Linked DNA regions of Sus scrofa: region 1 is linked to region 2. A link is a contact called in public Hi-C data. All regions are on one chromosome and are shown on one strand. The core of a region is the stretch at or near the end of the contact, and the rest is flanking DNA. Distances in the headings are between cores, read along the strand shown. Region 1 has its middle 25 kb from the start of SERPINH1. Region 2 has its middle 17 kb from the start of SERPINH1.

Region 1 (4,462 bases), core at 4-2,503, 42 kb after region 2:
CCACAGCAGTAACCCAAGCCACAGCAGTGATCACACAATCCTTAACCTGCTGAGCCACCAGGGAGCTCCAATGCTTCATTTCTTACACCCTGAGCGCCATCATGTAATTCACAGATGGAATTACAAACCGTGATCTGTGTGAAGCAGGAGGGGGCACAGAGATAGAGAAAAGAGAGCAGATTCACCATGTACTTAGCAGGTAGAGTGAGCAGGTCTTAGTGACAGATTGGAAGTGGAGGGCTGGAAATTGGTGCGAAAAAAAGATTCCAGGTTTCTGATTGAGAATGGGGTGCATTTCCATCCCCTTCCTCTGGAGGATCCATCCTCGCCGCGACAAGACACGGAATCTGCAGTACGACCGGCCCTGTGGCCTACCCGGAGTCCGCCTGCACGGTCTCCTTGCTCCCTACAAAAACCACGAAGTGCGCAGGCAGTGCAGGGCCTAAGTAGGTGTTCAAGGCGGGGATCACAGCGCAAAAGGAGGAAAGTCGCAGCCTTTCCCCGGATTCGCCACCAGGGGCTCCTGCGAGGCCTCCGCCCAGCTCCTGGAGGGCGCGCCCCCTCGCCCGTGACACCACCCCCATCTCCAGGTGGCGCGCGCCCGCGGGTCCCTGGACTTCTCTTGCCTGCTCTCGCCAGGGCACCGCCTCCGCACGGAGCCGACTCCTTGTCGCCAGGCGGGGGCAGGGGGGGGCCGCGCGCGGGCAGCGAAACTGACCTGGCGGAGCGGGCGCGGCGGGGTGCGCGTGCGCGGACGGCGGCAGCTGGGTGTGCGGGTTCAGCCCTGACCGCCCTGGGGCGGCCTCCGGTCCCCAGCGGTCAGATTCCGATCCGGGAGGCGTACTCGAGGCTCTTAAGGGGAGCCTGGGCATCTTCAGGGTCCAAGTCTCGGATTCCAGCCACTTCAGAGGCCGAGCAGCGGGGAGGGGGCGCCGCCCTCCCCCTTACCCCAGGCGGCCGCGTGTGTGCGCGGGCGGGGCAGCCGTGGAGCCCCTGGGTCCTAATCTGGATTCGCCAGGCCGCCGCCGAGGGGAGGGATGGGTAGGGGTGGGGCTGGGAAATGGCTGCAGCTGGGAAGAACCAGGCCAAGGATGAAATCTGCATCTGGGAAGGGCCAGGAACTTCTAGGTCATATCTCATCTTTCCCGCCCAGGTCGGGGGTCCTTGAGGCGACCACCTCCCTCATGGGCCCCTTCTCCCGGTGCGGTGGGGAGCTGGGCAGGACGCAGGCGGGGCGGTGGCTGCAGCTCACCCCTGAGCTGGAGGTTTTGTGCCCCAGGATCTCCTCTTCCGGTCAGGACTATTTTACAAATGGAAAAATTAAAGGCGGCTGGCGCTGGGCTGGAGCTCCGGTCGATCTGGGCCTTCTCCGAAGCTGCCACAGCCCGCAGTGCCCTCTTGGTCCTCGTCTGCGCTCTCTCCCCTTTAGGCCTTGCCCACAGCATGCAGAAGTTCCACGGCCAGGGGTCAAACCTGCGCCACCTGCAGTGACCCGGGCCACAGCAGTGTTAACCCCTGATCCCTAACCTCTAGGCCACCAGGGAACTCCTCTCCCTCTGAGTATCTCTTTCCTGATTGAATCTGCCCGCAGTACAGGCCCCTGGCCTCCTTACAGGGCTGGCTCAGCCCTTACTCCGGCTTCCCTTGCGCGTCTCTTCTCACCTTTAAAAATCTCCAGAGCCTTAAGCCGGGCCCAGCTCTCTTTCCACTCTGACACTGTTGCTGAGGGAGCTCAGCCATCCTTGTTTCCAGGCAGCTCTGTCTTCAGTGGGAAGCCCTAGTAGCCAGTGGCTCCCTGGGCATTAGCCCCTGGATGCTGCCCATCACAGAGACAGCACCACCTGCCTGGCCCTGGGCATGAGTGTGCCATGGGACCTGGTGTATGAGTCAGAGAGAACTGAAAGGAAAGGGCTAGTGGTCATACGTGATACTTTCTTATTCCATACACGATACCTTTTTAGCTCCAGTATGGCCTTTTCTTGTCTAATGGGGCCCTGTTAGAACTCATATGGCAGCAAACCCTGTGTTGGGCCAGGAAGAATCCTCCTAATATGTGTGTGTGTGTGTTTATAGAGGTGGTTTGTGGGGGCTGTTGGGAGTGGAGTAAGGAGAAGGCTTGGGGCCAACTGCTTAGAGAATTGGGCCATTTGGGAGTCATCAACACAAGCCGAGCTCCTTTAAAAAGAGCCTTGGCGTTCCCGTCGTGGCTCAGTGGAAATGAACCTGACTCATATCCATGAGGACGCAGGTTCAATCCCTGACCTTGCGCAGTGGGTTAAGGATCCGGCGTTGCCCTGAGCTGTGGTGTAGGTTGCAGATGCAGCTTGGCTCTGGCGTTGCTATAGCTCTGGCGTAGGCCAGTGGCTACAGCTCTGATTCGATCCCTAGCCTGAGAACTTCCATATGCCCCTGGTGCCGGCCTAAGAAGACAAAAAATAAAAATTGTATCCATTGAGTTGCAGTGCAATGGGATCAGGGGCGTCTTGGGAGCACTGGGACACAGGTTTGATCCCCAGCTCAGCACCGTAGGTTAAGGATCTGGCATTGTGGCAGCCGTGGCTTAGGTCACAACTGTGGCTCGGATCTGATCCCTGGCCTGGGAACTCCATAGGCCTAGGGGTGGCCAAAAAAGAAAAAAAGAACCCTGTGAAAAAGAGACCTTTAGGAGTTCCCTTTGTGGTGCAGTGGTTAACAAATCCGACTAGGAACCATGAGATTGCTGGTTCGATCCTTGGCCTTGCTCGAACCAGGGGTTAAGGATCTGGCGTTGCCGTGAGCTGTGGTGTAGGTTGCAGACGCGGCTCGGATCCCGCGTTGCTGTGGTTGTGGCGTAGGCCGGCGGCTACAACTCCGATTCGACCCCTAGCCTGGGAACCTCCATATGCCGTGGGAGCGGCCCTAGAAAAGGCAGGAAAAAAAAAAAAAGAGAGACCTTTACAAGGGGTTAATGTCCTTACTGGGTCTCTAAGGTCTTAAAGGGGAGAGGTGTTCCTTGGGAGCCGGCTCCCAAGGCCCCTAGGCCCCTGAGGACCCTCGGTTTTAAGGGGGAGGCTACAGTGGCCCATACCAGTGGGATCCTGGTGGGACGCATCTCTGAGCAAGGCTGAACTTGAGCCTTGCCGGCAGCCCCCAGCCTTTTCCCCAGTAACACACTGACAGCTACAACACGGACCCCCTGACTCCCTCCCGAGGTCCTGGGATTCAGAGAGCTGCTCCCCCTGCCTGGGTGACAGTCCTTGTGCAAAGCATTTTCATTCATTTGTGCAAGCCCTCGTGCAAAGCACTTTCTTTCATTCAAGGGCTTCCAGAGGGGGCTAACCCTGGCCCCCCAACCATATCCGTGACACCCCTTCCTGTCCCCGCTGCCTGGGATGTCTCTACCGCGTGGCCACTTCCTCCGGGTAGCCTTCCTGTATCCTTTCTTCGCTGTCCTCTGAGAGCCGGTCCCTCAGCTGTCCCAGGGCCTCATCCACACCACTACACATCTTATTGTCATAAAATGGGGACTTTTGTTTCTTTTTACAGCCGCACACGTGGCATAAGTTCCCGGGCTGGGGGTTGAATTGGAGCTGCACCTGAGGCTTATACCACAGCCAGGGCAACACCAGATCCGAGCTGCATCCGTAACCTGTGCTGCACTTTGCAGCTGTGCCAGATCTGTAACCCATGGATCTGGCATTAACAGGCCAGGACTGAACCCGCACCCTCACGGAGGCAATGTTGGGTTACTTAACCTGCTGAGCCACAGTGGGAACTCCAAGACGGGGGACTGAGTGATGCACCAAGCCCAGCACTGAGTGATGCACGGAGTAGGGGCTAAGAACAAGTCAAGTGCCTGCATGAATGAATGCAGGCGGCACGCATTGTTTTAGGAGCCGTCCTGGATACTGAATGAGGACCAGCCAGTGTTCGGTTCTGCCCTCATGAGTGTCCTGGGACTCTTCCCATCAGAGGCCTGGTTTTCTCAAGAAGCATGACCTCTGAATGAGCTTCGGGACTGAGCCTTGGCAAACAACTGTCATCCAGAATTACCCTGCGCCGCCTGGGTCCTTCCTCTGTCTCCTCTGCAGGTTTCAACTCTGACCAATCCAGGGCTCAGCCTGCCATGGTTTGGTACCTGTTCCCAGGCTTTTGTGGGACCTGACCTGTGACATAAGAGAAAAGATATGTCTTGGTCTCTGCCCTTGGTTCCTGGCACAGAGCTCCTGGGGCATAGGCGTGTCTTTCGTCTTAGGAAGGAACTCTCGGTGGGTTCCTGGATGGCTTCGGGATGGGGGCTGGTCATCAGAAAGACCAAGTCATGATTAAAAGCCTGGCATTTTCGGTCCCACTCTCTCTCCTCCGGGAAGGAGAGAGGGGCTGGAGCGCGAGGAAATGACTGATTATCCCAACATGATGAAGCCTCCGTAAAAATCCCCAAAGTTCAAGGTTTGGAGAACTCCGGGGTTGCTAGAGGTGCTGG
Region 2 (4,516 bases), core at 548-3,047:
TGGGAAGGCAAAGTTGGTTCATTGCTTGAAATCTGTCATTACAAGTCATTATATTAATAGTCTAAAGAAAAACGATCACATAGCCTATCGATTGATGCAGAAAAAGCATCTGACAAAATCCAACACCCATTCATGATAAAAACTCTTGGGTCAGTTGGCAACAGAGGGGAACTTTCTCAACTAGATCATGTACTGAGCAGGGCCCTGTGGGACGCCTGGGCACAGAAGCCTTTCTGTGTCCCCAACTTCTTTTTCTTTCTTTCTTTCTTTTTTTTTTTTTTTTTTTTCAGGGCTGCACCCATGGCATATGGAGGTTCCCACGCTAGGGGTGGAATTGGGCTGTAGCCACTGGCCTACACCACAGCCACAGCCACGTGGGATCCAAGCCGTGTTTTGGACCCACACCACAGCTCACGGCAACACTGGATCCTTAACCCACTGAGTGAGGCCAGGGCGAGCCTGCATCCTAGTCAGACTCGTTTCCACTGAGCCACGATGGGAACTCCCCCCATTTCTTGTTTTGAGGAAAATCGGCCTCGCTCAGCCTCCATGGCCTTCCCTGAGTTCCAAGGGACAGGTTCAGACAGCTGCTGATCAGGGACACAGAATGGGATGCAAAGACCAGGGAGGAGCAGTCAAGAAACAACAGTACCACCTTGGGGCAGGATCGTGTTCCCCCTCAAGAGGAGGCATCACACACACCTAAGAGAAAAGTGATATTCCTTAGGCTTCTTTCAGAAAGGAATACTTGAACACTGGACAGCTTAGAGGCCTTCCTTGTCCTTCTCTCTGACTTAACTGCACCCTAAACACACTCACCCTTAAGCCCAAAATGAGGCGCCCTGAGCACAACCAACCGCCTGTGTGTGAAAGATGATCAGCCCAGGATGTTTTTCAGGAACTTTCTCAGTTTGTCTCAATCTCTGATCAATGTGCGGTTTTCACAAGTACTGTTATTCTAGGAAATAACCCAGGAGACTCCCAGCACGACCATGCCGAGATCTCCCGACTCCAGCTTTGGTGACAACGATCCCCTGAAGAAAGAAGAATGCATGTGTTCTCCAGTCTTGATTCCTATCTGAAAGCCTGTGTTTCTGCTTTTTACTGTAAAACTCCCCGCAATTCTCCCAAAGGGGACACTGTCTTTAAGGCATCAGCCTGCTGTGGCCTTCTTTGCCTGGCAAAGCAATGAAAGCGCTCGTTTTCTCCTTCAGCCAAACTCTGTCTCTGTGTTTCTATTCGGCACTGGTGGACAGAGGCCGAGTTTCGGCAACGACACTTTAGAATTTGGAAGACGGGTCGCTGTTCGCCACTGAGACCCTGACAGCTTCCCATTCCCGGTACTTCGAGACCTTTCTGATGACATCAGTGGTTATATCAACACATTTCACTTTTTTCACCATCATACATCACACTTCTTTCTCTTTTTCTCTTTTTCACTGTGCCTGTGGTATGTGGCAGTTCTGCGGCCAGGGATCGAACCCACACCACAGCAGCAATCTGAGGTCCTGACTGTGGCTTGGGTCTGATCCCTGGCCCGGGAGCTCCATGGGCTGTGCGGTGGCCAAAAAAAAGAAGAAAAGAAGAAAGAAACTTCATTGATACGATTTTAAATAGCCACTGAACTTCAAGAAATGTATAGAGTTTGACTTAGCATCAAAGAATAGCCACAATTATTTGAAAAGGCCATGAAAACACCTCTCCCTTTTCTTACTGGTATCTGTGTAAGCCTGTATTTTCTTGGTAAACTTTCACCCCAAACAGGACGTTGCATCAGACACGAGAATCCAGCTGTTTTCTATTAGGGCTGCCATTACGGTTTTTTGTTCTTGTTGTGGCTCAGCCCCATGCTTGCTGCCCCAGCTCCGGCCCTGGTGCCTGTGCCTCCCCTCCTCAAGGACCACCCCCCAGGGACCCGCCTCACTTGATGCCTAAGCATGTGAGTGTACAGATGTGTAGAAACGTAGTCTTTCAGGTGGTTTTCTTTTACTTTTAAATTAATTAATTTACTTAGGGGCATATGGAAGTTTCCAGGCCACGGACCGAATTCCACAGCTGCCCCAACTAGGAATCCTTTAACCCACTGTGCCAGGCAGGGAGGACCTGCACCTCTGCAGGGACCCCAGCCGCTGCAGTAGGATTCTTAACCCACTGCATCCCTTTCATGTGGTTTTTCGGTTTTGTTTTGCTTTTTTTTTTTTTTTTTTTTTCTTTAAAGCCACATCTGCAGCATATGGAAGTTCCCCAATGGGAGCTGCCGGCCTAGGCCACAACCACAGCAGCAGGGGATCTGAGCCACACCTGCGACCTACACCACAGCACACGGAGGGATCCTTAACCCATGGAGTGAGGCCAGGGATGGATCCTGGATACGAGTCCTCATGAATACTAGTCGGGTTCTTAACCCACTGAGCCACAACAAGAACTCCCTCCTTTTATGTGGTTTTAAAGCCACAGCCTCTTTTCCCTTTGTGGCCTCGGCACTGTGCCTTCTCCCACCTCCGCCCGCAGCAGCCCCAGAGCGAGTTCTTTCCTGGTCTTTGAAGACATGATCCACATCCTCGGACTGGAGGAGCCACAAGCTAGAAGGAGCCTGAACACCTGAGCACTTAACCAAGCAGAGCCTCCATCCCACCCTTGAACCGTCTATTTCCAGACTTCTATGTGAAAGAGATGCAAACTCTCGTTTAAAAGCCAGAATACTTCTGTGATTTGCAGTTGAACTTAACCCCACGACGATACCCCTCCATTGACTACATCAGCTCATGTTCCCCCTCACACAGGCCCTGTCCGTGGATATTACTGCCCCCCTTTAGAGATGAGGAAAGGGGCTCAGGGATTCTAGGCAAGTGGCCAGTGAAAGGCTGAAGTGGGCCCAAGGGGGCTCTGCGAACCCTGGCCCCACGCTCTCCACCAGCCCCGGGGCCACAGCCAGGCTGACCTCCCTGTGTGCACTAGCGCCGTCGGGCTTTCCCAGAGTCCCTGTCCAGGGCCCAGAAGCATCTAAGGAGCAAGAGGAGCCATCCTGGGGTCAGAGCCGTTGCAGGGTGACAAGTGCCCCATCTGTCCTGGACTGTTGGCCCTGGGAGTCCCACACCCCTCTGTCATGGGCAAATCTGGACAGGTGGTCACCTTAGACTCTGGTCCAGCCAGGACTCACGGCTGCCCCTGGGAGCACCCAGCACCCTGAGCCACTGCAACCTGCCCATTGCTGGGCGTTGACTCCCTTCACATCCCCGAGCTCTGGGAGCCTCCTGAGCTGGGGTTTGGTGAGGGGCTGGAGCAGGGGTTAAACGTTAAGGTAATGAGACTCATCCATGCTGGTGAGAAGTATCAGAGCCCAAATCACATCCTTTTTGTCTTTTTAGGGCCGCACGTGTGGCATATGGACATTTCCAGGCTAGGGGTTGAATCGGAGCTGCAGCTCCTGGCCAGGGATGGAACCCTCCCCCTCACAGACACTTGTCGGGTTCTTAACCCGCTGAGCCACGACGGGAACGTCCCAAATTACATCTTGACTTGACTTTCACTGGTCTCAGAAGTCAGCAGCCCCCTCCCCAACCCTGTCCTGGCCCTTTTTTTTTTTTTTTTTTTTGCCTTTTTTAGGGCCACACCTGCGGTCTATGGAGGTTCCCAGACTAGGGGTCTAATTAGAGCTGTAGCCATCGGCCTACACCAGAGCCACAGCAACGCGGGATCCGAGCTGCATCTGCGACTTACACCACAGCTCATCGCAATGCCGGATCCTTAACCCACTGAGCGAGGCCAGGGATTGAACCTGCAACCTCATGGTTCCTAGTCGGATTCATTTCCACTGCACCATGACAGGAACTCCTGTCCTGACCCTTTCTTATCTCATCACCCTCTGCACATGCTGTGACCGGGCCCCCTCAGAAAGCACAGAGTCCTGGACTGCCAGGGTCTGGGGCAATCGGGCTGACCCGAAGGTGCCACTCATCCCTGCCTCCATCCAGGCATCCCGTGAGCACGACTGGGCCCCGGCTCAGTAGGGCATGAGGGGCCCCACACCCTGAAGGATTCCAATCACGGCTCTCCTGCCTTCTACCCTCGTGAACTTGGCCAGTAACATTACCTTTTGAGCCTCAGTTTCTCATCTGTGAAATGGGGATATCACCTGGCACTTTAGGCCGGGGTGGGGATTAATGACATAAGGTCCCGTGAAGCTTGGCACAGGGCCGGGCAGCCGGTGCTGTTGTGTTGGGGTACGATGCCTCTGTGCAGGCAGCCTCTGTGCTGGATGCCAGGGACCCGATGGGAAGCCACCTGAGACTCTCCATGGAAACCACAATCCGATAGGGACATGGAACTCGAGGCAGTCAGCAAAAACCAAATAATTGCGGAGCTCCTGCTGTGGGGCCATGAGACCAGCAGCTTCCCTGCAGCGCATAGGTTCCATCCCTGGCCCAGCACAGTGGGTCAAAGGATCCGGCATTGCCATGGCTGCAGGGTAGGTCACATCTGAAGCTGGGATCTGATCCCTGGCATGGGAACTCGG

The links. Hi-C and Micro-C count contacts between places; a contact is called where the count stands out from the background.
Region 1: a contact with region 2 is called in a Hi-C map of subcutaneous adipose tissue, with 2.2 times the contacts expected there. The contact joins two enhancer-like sites. A contact is called at or near these places in 20 of 47 Hi-C or Micro-C datasets (adipose tissue, alveolar macrophages, embryonic fibroblasts and 11 more) and 1 of 2 datasets of contacts at active chromatin or transcription factors (skeletal muscle).

Annotation. Positions count from the first base shown.
Region 1 is chr9:9,805,763-9,810,224 of Sscrofa11.1, forward strand. No RefSeq gene overlaps it. Among named protein-coding and RNA genes, the nearest start is that of SERPINH1, 25 kb to the left of the region's middle. Within about 2 kb of position 1,254, at least 41 of the 83 cell types and tissues checked have an H3K27ac peak or open chromatin away from gene starts, as enhancers often do. A contact at or near this core is called in mesenteric adipose tissue and subcutaneous adipose tissue, where this site is marked.
Region 2 is chr9:9,763,199-9,767,714 of Sscrofa11.1, forward strand. No RefSeq gene overlaps it. Among named protein-coding and RNA genes, the nearest start is that of SERPINH1, 17 kb to the right of the region's middle. Within about 2 kb of position 1,798, at least 5 of the 83 cell types and tissues checked have an H3K27ac peak or open chromatin away from gene starts, as enhancers often do. A contact at or near this core is called in mesenteric adipose tissue and subcutaneous adipose tissue, where this site is marked.